2 separate regions of the Anas platyrhynchos genome follow, and region 1 is linked to region 2. Evidence: chromatin contacts called from public Hi-C data. All regions are on one chromosome and are shown on one strand. Each heading gives the region's core, a stretch centred on a gene start, on an enhancer-like site or on the middle of the called end of the contact. The rest is flanking DNA. Distances are from core to core; before and after follow the strand shown.

Evidence for each region. A called contact is a pair of places that touch in the nucleus more often than the background predicts.
Region 1: a contact with region 2 is called in a Hi-C map of small yellow follicle, with 2.1 times the contacts expected there. The contact joins the promoter of MCMBP here to the enhancer-like site in region 2. A contact is called at or near these places in 4 of 8 Hi-C or Micro-C datasets (F5 follicle, skeletal muscle and small yellow follicle).

Annotation. Positions count from the first base shown.
Region 1 is chr6:35,794,293-35,800,832 of IASCAAS_PekinDuck_T2T, forward strand. It overlaps MCMBP (minichromosome maintenance complex binding protein), which reads right to left and starts at 3,283. Exons shown (of 16, transcript XM_027460816.3): 1 at 3,040-3,283; 2 at 2,228-2,313; 3 at 202-342. The coding sequence starts at 3,097. SEC23IP (SEC23 interacting protein) reads left to right here and starts at 3,335. Exons shown (of 19, transcript XM_038180909.2): 1 at 3,335-3,563; 2 at 6,531-6,540. The coding sequence starts at 3,413.
Region 2 is chr6:35,730,016-35,737,549 of IASCAAS_PekinDuck_T2T, forward strand. No RefSeq gene overlaps it. Among named protein-coding and RNA genes, the nearest start is that of INPP5F, 7.0 kb to the right of the region's middle. Within about 2 kb of position 4,441, at least 3 of the 8 cell types and tissues checked have an H3K27ac peak or open chromatin away from gene starts, as enhancers often do. A contact at or near this core is called in F5 follicle and small yellow follicle, where this site is marked.

The DNA.
Region 1 (6,540 bases), core at 2,033-4,532, 63 kb after region 2:
AAGCTAATTTTTATTCCCCAAATTCCCCAACAGAATTATAAGTAGTGATGTATCACTGATACCATTTGAATTCCACAAACAGAATTACTATCAGATAGTGCCAAGGCTCCATACATTTAACTCAGAAACTAGAGAAATATGAAGACTAGAACAGAAAAATGCTGAGCACTTCCTAAAATAATAAATTGGTTTTTCACTTACACGTGCATTTGTGTTTGGGTCAACTGTTTCGTACACTCCCATATAAAACTCAGGATCAAACATATCTTGAACCATGCAGCGAAATTTCACTAAACTGTTGGGCTTCAGGTAATGTACGGGAACATCATTCAGCGATGGAACCTATAAAAGAGAGCTTGGTCTAAACAACTGGCTTACTAAGAAGTGCCCTGAAGTACACCAAAACCATCACAAAAGCTGTCACCAACTTATTTTTATCTGGTACATCCTACTGCTCTTTTCCTTGGCTAAAACTTTTATCTGTTGCTGTTGATAGGATTAATTGCCTCTGACAATTCCGTGCCTTATCAGGTAGCACATACTGTACTTTTTGGGTACTTTCCCCCCCACTTTTAGTGCCACAATCCAAGCAGTAACAAAGCGCATGTATCTCAACATTGGGAGTTCCCACAATAGCTGTTAAAGGTAATAATTAGTATTATCATACACTAACAGTTCCCAAACTCTTCTAGTTCCAAAACTAGAATCACAGAATGGTTTGGGTTAGAAGGGACCTTGAAGCCCACCCAGTTCCAACCCCTGCCATGGCAGGGACACCTCCCACAGCCCAGGTTGCCCAAAGCCCCATGCAGCCTGGCTTCGGGCGCTTGTAGGGATGGGGCAGCCACAGCTTCTCTGGGCACTGGTCTCATCCCTTTTTCAATCCCAACACTACACTGTTACCAAATGCATTTTGGTTCACTGAAAGCATATGTGAACTCTACAACAAATTTTTAAACTAACTCTTCAACTGGGAATTACTGCAGCACAAATTGGATTTTATTTACTTATTTTAATCTTTAGCACTTTTACAGCATATTATGTACTGGAGCAATTGTACACACAATTTCTATAACAAAAGGCCACAGAAAACCTGTATTTCAATTTCCAAATCCCTCACAGTGGGCAACTCTTTTTCATGTATTTTAACATGTCAATGGAAAAAAAATAGAAAAAACAGCACACATGTATGTAGTATATCTTGAAATTATGGGACTTGTTATAGGAATAGTTTTCCCATTTTAAGGGTAAGTTTTTTTATTGAAAAAACACACCTAATATTAAAACAGAAAAAAAAACAGAAGGAGCCCTATAAGAAATAGCAGTTTAAGAAACAAGACTGTGCTCCCTCATAAGCGACTAAGAGAGCTTGCTTTTAGTTCCTTCCTTATGCTGCAAATTTAACACAGATTTGCCATTTATACTTTGATGTAAACCGTCTTTGAAATTTAAAGACAGAACACTTTCACTGACAGAGGAAGAAAAATAGTTTTCACTTGTTTTTTTTTAGCCCTAGGTAGAACAGATTTGACACAAGACTTTAACCCACTTTGTGGTGTTCCAGGATGCCGTTTTTGCCAGTCTTTGGAAAAAAAAAAAAAAAAAAAGTCGCTAGTACAACCCAAGTATGCATGCTTTATTTTTAAACCTAAAGCACAGCTTCCCTGCTGAACTTCCAGAACTAGGCCTGACCCAGCCTAATAAAGCACGGTTTTAGCAGAGTATTTTTTCCTCAAATGTGAGAGTCTAAGCACGTAGTTCTTCAACCCACACGAAGTTTCCAGCATGGCAATAAAGGGTCATGTGAGACGGGGTTTATGAACAGCAGCTCAGAAACTCGTGGTGTACAAACACTTACTGCAGACTAACAGGGTGGCGTGAAGGCTTTCAGAAGTGACAGAATTTGTCAGCTCCTGCCATCTACCGGATGATGCTACAAACAGGCAGCATTTAGCAGTTATGGCCCAGGGCAAAACAGTACACTAAAGTCAAGTGGATTGGCTTCCACAGTTTCAATTAGAATTTTACATCTTTGTTTTACATAGGTCATTTACATTTCAGTTGCTTTAATCTGTATTACAAAGGCCTAAAATCTAGAAATAGGCTTCTGAGAAGGAAGAGCTTCTAAAGAACAGATCACCGCAATAATTAAGAGGTAAAAAGAATGCTGTTCCTAAGTTCCAGGTTAAGATCCTAACTCCAGAAGAATGACAGAAGAGATCCTTACCCAGTTAGTAGCATTATTTTCTTTTAATTTCTCTCTGAAATAGTCAGTCACCTTCTTTTCCCAATCAGAATTTGGAAGATTTTGGGCTACAAAACAAGACACATTTACATGAGCGTTAGCATCACGTAGCATAATGCTGAACAGAAACGTGTTAACTTAGTAAGCAGTTTATACACGTATGCGCATTTTGAGTAAACGACTTAATTTTAGACAACTTCAAGGCTATTGCAATTGTTTCAACTTCCTTATCTTACCCCACTTTAGATAAACGAGGGGGAACGCTGCTGGAAATGCAGAAGGGCTCTGAAACGCTGCCGTGTACCCTGAGAAACTGCAGGAGGTGAGGGGCCACCTTCCGCTGGGTGGTCACTGAGGAATTATTTTTATTTGTGGTCCTTTTCGTTAAGATCACACCTAGCACCGAAGAGCCCTGGCAGCGTTCACAGATGCTCGGTGGCCAGGGAGCCATGCGGGCAGGTAGAGCAGAGACCCGACACCCTCAAGGGCTGCCCCCAGCCTCCGTGTGCTCAAGCACAGCTAGCTCAGGAACACCTCGCAGCAGCACCGAGCCAAAAACCCTCTTCAGCTTTTTATTTTAAACCCGGGAGCCGCTCCCCGGGCCGGGACAGCCCCTGCGGTTCGCCGCCCGCCCCTCACCTCACCTCAGGCGGGGAGAAGGAGGCGGCCGCCCGCTGCCCGCCCGCCGCCTCCGGGCAGCCCCGCACCGTGCCCGCCGCCCTCCTCCCTCCATCCCCAATCCCCGGGGGCTCGCTCCCCCTCGGGGCAGCCCAGCCCGGCTCGGCCGCGCTCACCGAAGATGCCCTGCACGATGCTGAAGGGGTTGTTGAGCCAGTCGGCCACGCACGGCATGGCGGCGACCAGCTGGGAGGGAGGGAGGGAGCTGCCGCCGATCCCCCCGCTGCCCTAGCTGCCGCCCGCAAACCCAGCACGGGGGCTGCCGGCTTCCGCCTTCCTCCTCCTCCTCTTCCTCCTCCACCTCCTCCTAAGGCGGCAGCCGCAGCAATGGCGGCGCTGCCCTGCCCGGGCCCGCCTTTTCCTCCTCCTCCTCCTTCTCCTCCTCCTCCTCCCGCCTCGCCCAGCCCGCGGCCGCCATCTTAGGGGCGGGCCGGGGCGTGCGGAAGGGGCCGGGCGGTGGCGGGGCAGGGACGTGGCTGGGGCGCAGCCATGGCGGCGGCGAAGCCCGGGGCTGGTGGAGGTGGCACCGGCACCAACCTCCTCTTCTCCTCCTCCGCCACCGAGTTCAACTTCGCCGTGCCCTTCATCCCCGTCAGCCAGGCCCCGGCCGTGCCGCCGGGCCCCGCTCTGCTGGCAGCGGGTAGGAGGCGGGGGGGGTGAGGGGGGAACGGGGCTGCTCGGTGCCGGCGGGCGGTGTGGGGGCACCGGGGGGGAGAGGGGTCCCTGCGCCTCCTCCTTCTCTTCTTCCTCCTCTTCCTCCTCCTCTGTTCCTTGATGGAGGTCTGTAGGTGGCCTCTAGACGTTAATTATTTTAAATTTTATTGCATCGGTGCGTATCGAGTCCAAGATCCAAGCCTCGGTTTCAACGCTGGCGTATCTTACGTAGGGGAAGTGTTAACGTGTCAGGAAATAAACGGAATATGTCTCTGTAAGCTTAACAAATATTTGCCAAGTGTGGCCTCAAAATGTTCCTTAGATCAGCATTTTCTGGGGGAGAGAGGGAGTAAAAGCATTGGAATATTATTCCTGCTTATTTGAGGTAGCTGATGCCTTTGCTAATGCTGTTTGTTCAGTGCTTATATATGTTTTCTTGCAAATATAAGTTGTTTATTGTCGTAGTTTCTAATGGAAAATCTGGAAGATAACATTGCACGGATAACTCTCATGTGGCAGCTTCTAGAAGACAAGCTAGGGAGAAAATCTGTTGATCAGCTTTCAGTAATGCGGTGTGATTAGCTGCGTGCTCTCCATTTCACTAAAGTTTTGGTTGGATGCAGGTCCACAGGCTTACAGCTGGAGTGAATTTCCGTGCCAAAGGTCTACCGAGGTTATGCCACATCCTGTATTTCTTCAGGAAAGGCCCCCTTCCTGTTAGCTTCTGTGGTCCCTCGCCTTGCCCCTTCATCCAGCCAGCTGGCATAGGGACCTGGCTGCGCAGAGCAGTTTGCATCTTGCATCAGTTTGGAACAGGAAGGAACAAGCCCTGGGGTTTAATCCTAAATTGTAATGGGGATCGGTCTCGGGAATTGTTTGCCATCCAACTGAGAGCTGATGTTTGGAAGCTGGGTGTTAATCTGTTGTATCTCAAAGAGTGCTTTGGGCTGTGCAGTTTGAGGAGAGAAGACATTCTCTGGTTCAAATGCATACGAAGTAGCCAACATCCTTAGTGTGGGATGAGAGGAGCACTGCCAGCCAGGAAATGGACTTCTGCTGCCTGTGATTGTCGGGTGGCAGCCTGCTACCATCTGTGAGGGGTGTACAGGCGGCTGTCACACAGTCACTGCTGAAGAGAGACTGTTCTGTGTAGGAGATGAATACTGCCCCAGATGACAAATCCGTAGAATCACAGGATTTCTTTTTTTCATTTGTATTAAGTGCTTTTTCTGCCGGTCTATGTATATGTTTCAATGTAGATTTTGCAGATTAGAAAAAAAGTAATGTAGAAAGTAACATGCTCTGTCTAAAAGCTGTGTGTGCATGTATATATACAATTGTTGTCAACCCCATTTTCTAGGAAATGGACGGCTTAACTAAATTTCCAAAGCATAGTTGAAATTTAGGTTGTTTGTGAATGTGCATGTGGTAAAGGCCTTGAAAACTCCTCAGCACGTTGCTGTGTTTGTTGTGATCTGACATTGCAGTGAGATAAATTGCCTGCTCCGCGACTGGTTATTTTGGAAAGCGGAGAACTGGCAGTGAGGTATGTGGTTTGCTTCTCTCTGTTCCACAGTGTTTATGAAATATGAAGGGAAGAAGAAACTTCCAATCGTGAAAATAAGACCCTTTATTAAGTACAAATGGCTATTCTGCTTGTAGCTGGGAGGTGATCCAGAGACCTGAATTTATGATGATCGTTGCTTCTAAATGGCTTTAATGTTCTGCACAGGATGGTTCATGTACAGAGATCTGGGGGTATGTTCCTCAAAGCAGCATAAAACACCACAGGTGAAGTAAGAGAAATTGATAGGTACGGGTGATGCTTTCCTGAAATTGATGCCATCTGAGAAGACAGCTAAATAGAAGTTGGTTACAACAGTCCATTTTATTCATGACAGCTGCTGCTTCTCTGGTTAATTAACTAGAACTGCAGCTTCCCAGGGAGACTGCTCTGTGGATTCCTCCCTGCTCCCCTGTCCCCTGCCAGAGCAGTGACAACACTCTTAGGACTTCTGTAAATTGCACTGGTTGCTTGCAGGATGCTGTTCCCTCAGCAGGCAGGCAGCAACACTCACACTGCTCCAGGTCCAACCCAGTTTATTGTGAGAATGTCAAGCCCCTTCCCTTTCCAGGTGCTGCTGGGTCACTGCAGAAAACATCGTCCAGGAGCTGGTTTAAGTCCTTTCTTGTCATGCAAAAGGACAGTCACGGCCTTCCATGATTTTAAACCCTCTCCTGCAATTATGCAGGATAGGGACTTAATTTTCTGCTCCAGAGATTTACCTCTTGTGCCGGTCTAGAGTAGGACTTTTAGACAGAACTGGCATAAGTCTCACTCATCAAATGACTTGGAATGATGAGTTTTGGCCACCTTGCAAAGCAAGTGGGAAACCTTGTGAGAGGTTTGCTGAAGGGTTGGGTGAGAATGGCCTTAATCCATGAAGAACCATAACCAATAGGCACGGTCTGTTTGGGATTTAAGATCTACTTTTGAATTAGATCCTGGAAGTCTTGTGCTTAGTCACTGTTTTCATGGTAAGAGGAAATGAACCAAAGCTGCTTTTGCATTTGATAGCTATAAGGGAGATTGAAAGGGATTTCAGTGCCCTGGAAGCAGGGTTCTTTGCTAAACTGGCTTGCGAAGGTCCTGACTTGAGTCATAGTTTGGCCTCTTATTTCAAACTTTTACTTTTTGTTGCTTTATATGCATGCACTGAATGAGTTTTGTGGTCTGTTTTCAATGTTTTTGAAGACTTAACAGCTTTTGTTTCAAGGTTATGGCACATTTAATCTTCAAGGATATCTAAGACCTGTAGTTCTTCTGGCTTTATGGGGTCCAGTAGAGTTTTGGAAATAGTCGATAACGTTACAGAGCACTTTGCATACGTATGCTGACTGGTTTGAGCCTCTCAGGGCATCTTTTGTGACCTTTTTCTTGTTGTTTTTGCAGACGATTCTGC
Region 2 (7,534 bases), core at 3,191-5,690:
TGAAACAAACCCAGGAGGTGCGCTTTGGGACTGCCTCCAGCGTGCTGCAGTTGCAAAGGGGGCCGTAGGGCAAAGCTAGGGCCAGACTTGGGTAAAGCTCCTGCGGTGTGCTTAGGGTAGAAGCAGGATCCTCAGCACCAGCTGTTTTGTTCTCCAAATCCTCTCCTACCTTACCACCACTTGCTGATGGAGGCATGGTGGGCACCGGTGAATTCCTAAAACAGACACGATCTGACCTGGCATGGCTTCACAACCCATAGTGAAGTGCCAAATGAGGGAAATCCTGACTCTAAAAAATTAAACCGCTTCTGTTCAGTAAGGGCCAGGTACGTTCACTATGACTCTGGTTACTGCTATGTGCAGCCCAGTTTCAAAACCAGTATTTTAGGAGGTTGTTCAGCAGCTGCTTCAGTTCCCCGAATTCAGTTCACCATACGCTGCACAAATGCTTGTGGCTATACAGTGCAGGCATGGTACAGGAATAGAAACATACAGCTGGGAAGGAGGAAATGGTTATTTAGGCTGGCTTGAGCAGTGCTGGCGAATGTCACAGGATGGCGAATATTACCCTGAAACGTTTCTCTGGAACAGCAACTTCCAAGAAACCACTTAAGAAATTGATTCAAATTGGCTAAATGGTATCAGATAAAAAATGAACTTTATGTTCCAGAGATCCTAAAAGCCTACTTTATATCCTTTCTGAAAGGAAAATCTCTTTTTTGTTTTGTTTTGTTTTATGTGAACTATTTTGCTCTTAAAAAGAAACCCAAGTTTAAAAGTAAAAAAGGAGGTAAACTCTTCTAAAGGGTAATGAGCCTTCTAATCTGCTGTCAGACTTTTTTAAAATCTTACTTTCTGAATCTCTCTTCAATGAGGTGCTAACAGGTTTCCATCCTATCTTTTATTAAATTTATTTTGCTGACACTGAGTGTGAGCAAAACTTTATTGTGTCAGCAAAAATTTATTTTCCAAGACTCCGAGTTCAATATTGTTTCACATACAGAAGCACGAGCAAGACAGTATTGTCTCTGAAATATTTCCATATAAGCCTAAATTCTGACCTCACCTCACCTCACCCTAACATAAATGCCTGGTTGTGAGAAAGCTTGTTTTACAACGCCTACACTGAACATTTATTTTATAAAGGGACAGGTATCTGTAGGTATGGAAAGGAAATTTTCTTGTATGAAAAATGTGCAAAAGCTCCCACTTGGGGAAAATGAGTCTGTTGTGTGGATTTCTTTGATGCTTTCTGAAAAATTGGATTAATGCTCAATCAGCCTTTAATAAATGGAAAGACTAAACTGGGCCTGTGCAGTAAAAAATATAATCTATTTAGTGAAGGATTTTCTGTGTTTGAAATAGCCTACGCTGTACAACGCAAAACTACCAGAAAAACAATATGCCTACGTGATCAGATTGGGAAAAACAAGTGGATTCTGGTGTAAATTAGCTGTGGATTTTATTACAACGCTGGTGAGGACTGGCAGTCATTTACCTAGGAGAAACTAAGAATTAAATGTGGTCTTGGTATACTACAAATAGTATTTTAACTTATGAAGGTGGACCAAGGACACAAGAAGCAATCTTTCCATGTGTGATTGCACTTGCTTGGTAGACTGCAAGTGCAATCTGTAATTGTAGAATAAAATAAAACAACGTAATTGTAGGCAGTCAAAGCATTCCCATTTACTTTTGCAAATGGCCTCATTGATTTGATCTTAACAGAAAATGCAACACGGGGAAGTCAATATATTACCCATAGGGCACATGGCGTGTTGCAGATGTTAACCACACACACATTTTGAATAGAAAATCGTATTGTTTTCCTACGTGTTCAGTGGAGTCAATAGAAATGTTCCCATTGGCAAATAAGACGTTTCCATGGGAAAGGAGGAAATGCCAGAGTCTCTCTGCCTGTAGAGATAACAACTACAGTCACCATATGAGAAAGTTATTCCAGTGGAAAAAAAAAAAAAAGTTAAAAATAAATTCTGGCAAAAATTCTTATGGTGAGCTGCTTTCCCTGGTTTTGAGAAAGTTTCCAGTTTGTTTCCAAAAGGTAACATTCATCCCAGTGGTTTTGTCTTTTTCTGTTGTAAAACAACATTTAAGCATTTTTCAGAATATTTAATATCAAAAAGACTTTTACAGGTATCTCTGAAGTGTTCTGGTGCCGACTGTTGGCTGTCACAAACCTCTTTTTATCTGTTGTGTTGCCAGTCAGAAGAGCCTACTGTGTTCCTTCTCTTCTGAGGAGGTTCCTTCCCAAAGCAGGCTTTCAGAGTGTCTGTTTAATGCCTAATATAACCCCTATAAAAATCCACAGAAGCCATTTCAAAAACATTTCAGTCGGGAAGTCGCTCGAGCCCTTCATGCATCACAGCTCATTGACCATGTCCCACGGCTGGGGAGCTGCCATGTCAGGCTAGTAAATATCTGATTAAGGATTAGGTAAATTAAAGAATCTGACTTGAATATTGTAGAAGCCCTCAACCATGGATGTGATTGAAGATAGTAGGAGTATAGCCTTGTGGATTTATTATTCATACTTCTGTATTAGTGGGACACTGTATTCAAGACATTTGAGTTGCAGAAAGAGGCAAACCAGTCTGTCTTGTCTGCAAATAACCAACCTGCAAGAAAAGCAGCAGGCGTAACAGCAGGCCAGCCAGACTGAACAGGGCTCACCAAGCTGACATGCAAAAAGGGAGCATATGGAAAACCTAAGTGCATATGGACTACCAAGGAGGAATACAGATGCATCGCCCGGGCACACTGGGATGGAAATAGGAAGGACAGAGCATGGCTGGATTAAAAACTGGCAAGGGGTATGAAGAAGAAAGGCTTCTATAGCTACTTTGGCATCAAGATGAACTAAAAAAAGTGATCCCATTGCTGAGAGGCATCAGCAACCTTGTGATGACATAGAAAAGGCTGAGGCCCTTTTTTTTGCCTCAGATTTTCTTTTTACTAATCTGCTATATGCCTCCCATGCCTCCTTGCCTAACTTTGGGTTCAGCAGTCCTCCCTGTGGTAGGAAGAAGAGCAATGTAGGGACTACTTAAACTGACATGCAAAGTTTTTGGGAACTGCTGAGGTGCATCCCAAAGTACTGAGGGATCTGGCTGATGTCACTGAATGACTGCTTTTTATATTCATCATGTAACTTGACAGTTCTGTAAACTGCTAGACTGAATATACCTTATATACATCATAAGGTAGCAAAAATTACTTCCATTCCTTGTTGGATAGCTAAGTAAATGATGGCTCAACTTGGCAGTTCAAAGCGAAGCAGTAAATGTCGGTACCACAAAACTTCCACCAACTGCACCTGTGAGATGATATCTCTGATAGTGAAGGAGGCAGGAGCTGAATATGACAATAAAATACAAGATTGCTTCAAATATGTTATAGGCATACTGACTGCCAAAGATGATTTCTCTGATGCTCATCTGGAAGCTACCAGAGCATGAAAGTCTCTCCAAACAAACAAAAATATTCCACCATTTCTTAATCACGGGCATTCATAAATAAAAATCCTCACATTTTCTTACACAGTTGTTTCTGAAACTGATGGCATTCATCTCAGGAAGAGCTGTGTATTTATCCAACTGAGCCAGTCAATTGTACTTGCAGGCCCGGACTGTTCCTAAATCAGATCACTTCCCATTAATCAACATTTAAATTTGAAATCAAGCTGTGGGCAATCAGGTAATACTGAGAGTGAGAGTGCATGACTAATGCCTGTGCATTTCCTTCCTGTTAGCTATTGTCAATGAATTGCAAAAATGCAAAGTTCCTTCTCCTTTTTTTTTATTATTTTTTTCTTTTTTTCTCACTAGCTGAGGCTCACGAGCTTATGAAAACACTGTCCAGCTGTGAATCTAAGGAAACCGCATTGAATGTAAACAGAAAGATACCCAAGGGGAAAAAAAAAACCCTGATCAAAGGGTGAACAAGGGCAAAGCAAGGTCTGTCCTTGAATTCCTGCAAGGAGCTCTGAATTATTTTAACGGCAACCCTATGCCCTGCACTACAGCACTGAACTGCCTGGAAAATGCACACAGAACAGAGCTGCTGCTGCAAACAGCAGTGAAAAATGTCCAGCACGTGATAGTGCAGACTGCACAGAAACAGAGAAAAGAGATGGGAGCAAATCCCATCAAGGTATTTGGTTCCCAGTCTTAAACCAGGAAAGTTCTGAATCCCATGCTCGTTTTAAAAGGCAGAAACGTCTCATTAAATATAATTTAATTTATAAATCTAAAGTCAAGCATATAATAAATGTTTTTTGAGACTGATTGTTCAGTACCCTCCAAAATCAAGTGCTTGCCTGGGTCTTGATTGTGAACATTCAATAAGGAGATTTCTCATTTCTGAATGTCCTTCAGTCACGTGTTGTGTAGCATAACCAGTAGACATACTCGAATAATATGCTAGTGGAGAAATGTTGTGTCAGAGAGCAATGAGCCCTTTCAAAGCACAGTTTTGGAACAGTGCTGCTCAATATGAGGGAGTTGAACACTATTTAGTGTAGCTGTGCGTATTGTAGTGTGACAAATACCAAGTCCAGTTCAACTTTCACTGACAGGGTGGAGTCCACAGCAGTGGGCAGGACATCTTTCTTCCTGTCATTTAAAAACTGAAAAAAAAGGAAATGAAGGAATGGCGGCACTGAATAAGGTGTCTGCTTGCACTGCCTAGAAGATGACGACAAATATTCCATGTAGGCAGGTGTGTAAAATTGGCAGCTAAAAGAGGATCTTCTACCTGCTGAGTTAATTTCTCAAATATCTGCCTCATCACCCGTCTGAGCGAATTGAATCTCAGCCCCAAACCATTCTCAAATTTCTTTTTTCCTTAAGGCATCACACATTTCTCAGAAGCAGGGAGTGCAGGCAATGCTGCAGGTACTGCTGCCTGGGACTCATTAACAAGCACCTGCTCTGCCCTGCTCGTGTACCAGGCGGGGAAGTGAGTGAGGAGAAGAGCTAAACTCAAGAATCTCTTTTAGTTGTCAATTGTCAGCTTCTTTGCAGGGTCACAGAGTGACATCTCTCCAGCAGAAGGTTTCTACTGAGCAGAGCACCTGAAAAACTTCAGGGTCTTGCTGTTCCTCACCCTTTCCTCCTAGGCAGCTAAAAGCTTTCTTTGTAGAGCAGGAACTTTCACTTAGAGAAACAAACTATGTCCCAGCGCAGTCTATTTATTTAACTTGCAGTTTTACAGTCCTTTCTCTTCTTGGGCTAGGCTTTGTTTTATTGCACTATAAATGTTTCTCATTTACAAGTAAGGAAACAGCACAATGGTGTTCTGCTAGGAGAGCTGCCTGCATCCGTCTGTTGCTAAGAGTCTTTCTGTGTCTGCTTGCCTTCCTCCCCTTCCTAATTGTTTTTATCTATTTATTTCCTTGACGTAAATTTCAATTCTAATTAGCAATTAAAACTCATGCCTAGTGTTTATGACATTCTTTCTGCACTCTGATTCAGTTCAGATTTTGCTGTACTTAACACATTTTTTTTTCCCCCAATTCTTACCCTAATTTTTCCTATTTGAAGGAAGTATTTCTTTTTAAAGAAATGTTATACAGAACCAGTAATGCTTCCTAAACCCTGCCTGCTTGCATCATTCAAGCAGTATAAAATGTCAGATCCTGGCAATCATCGGTCAGATTAAAGACTGTCGGCAGAACACCAGAAGAGCTGTTTTTTTTTTTTTTTTTTCACCACCTATTGCCTTCTCCCAGGACTTTAAAAGGTGCCTCAGGACAGAGATGCACAGCAGACTGAAAAGAAGGGACCTGAAGCCCATGTTCCTAACAGGATATCCTTGAGATGCAAGTTTCAGTAGCTTCTGTAGCTTATGCCAGAATAGGAACAGAAAATAAAGAGATGTACCTTTCCTTTTGAAACTCCCATTCACTTGATGTTAACAGCAGGAAAAGATTTGGTAACCATCTAAAAACGTCTGTGTGGTCCAGCGGCCAATACTGTCCAGGCATCAGAAATATTTTTCTTCTCTCCCAGGCCTGCTCACAGCTCTTCTGGCCCCTAGAGTACCCCTGTTCAGTGAGACAAGAAAGAATGGGAAGAAAGTAAGGCAGGAGTTAGTCCATGAATGCAGATGCTACAGGCAACAGAGAGAGATAACAGGAGAGAACAGGAAAAAGGAAGAAGAGAGGAAGAATTTGGAAAAATTAAAGAATGATCAGGAAAATAAGATAGAGAAAACTTCAGCAGGAGCAAATAAATGAAAACTAAGGAAGTATGTTTTTTTTTTTTTTCTTTGCAGAAATATTCAGCAGCTGTAGGTTGTTTTTGTAATGATAAACTAACACCGTATAAAACATTTCACTGTCAAGAAATTACACTATTTATTAAATAAAGTGAGCAGAGGAGAGAAAGGGAAATGCATGGGAAAGAACAGAGGAAATGGCTTTGGGGGCAAAGGGAGAATCCCACTGAAACATAAAGCCCTCATCTCTTCTGAATACAGATCTTCTCTGTTGTCCCCTGGAATAATTCTTAAGTGAGTATCTTTCACATTTAATTTATACAGAGGCATTTTTATTCTAAGAGCCTGACACTCTTTCCAAACTCTGCTTCGCCTATTTTAACTTGCAGGGCAGAGGCTTTATTAGCTTTAATGCATTGTGGAAAGGTCAAAACGAAATTTCAGGTCGCTAATGCTGTCTGGTACAGCTGAACATGCAGTCTCATCCAGACCATTTGTTAGGCAGCAAAATTTATCAGAAGTCAAATGTTTTTGGTAGCCCTGCAATTGCAGAGAGTCCAAAGCCTTATTATGTATGCATTTCATCAGAAAGCTTCCGTCATTAATACAACTTTTTTGTTTCAAAATTTGTAAACAGTCCCAGAGAGTGAAAATGTATTTCTGTTTTTGTTTATGCTGGGCCTTTTTTTCCCAAGCAGTAAAGAATCTTCTATTGAAAGTTGTCTATACACCCATTTCAAAATTTATTCTCATGAATATAGCATTAACTGATATTAATACTGCAATATGGAGGAAAAATATGTCTGTTAAACAAGCTACCAGAGCTGCCCCAGGGAAAAGGCTAGTCATGAGAGACTAGAGATCACATCTGTCACTTGTAAAAGGACTGCATGTTGTTATATCCACTGCCAAAATTATCTGCTTCCCATGTGTTACATTAATACTTCTGCATCTTGGCTTCATTTTCTTGAGGTCAATGAAAGATGAGTGGAAGTTTTATATGTTTGTAGAACCATGGCCTGTGGATGCTGTGTGAAGCAGAGGTCAATTCGGCTAATATTATTTAAGTCATTTACCACTCAAGCTAGACAGGACCTAGGACAATTATTGCTGAAGTTGTTTTCTAGGGGAAACAAAAAAAAACAAAAAAAAGAAGCAAACAGCTGTAATAGTGCCTTAAACCAGCATGAACTACAGGAGAAAAATACTCAGATACAAATGGAAAAATATTTTTTCTTCACAGAATACCACATACATTGTTCTTCTGGATATACGTTCTTGGCCTACAGGATTACTC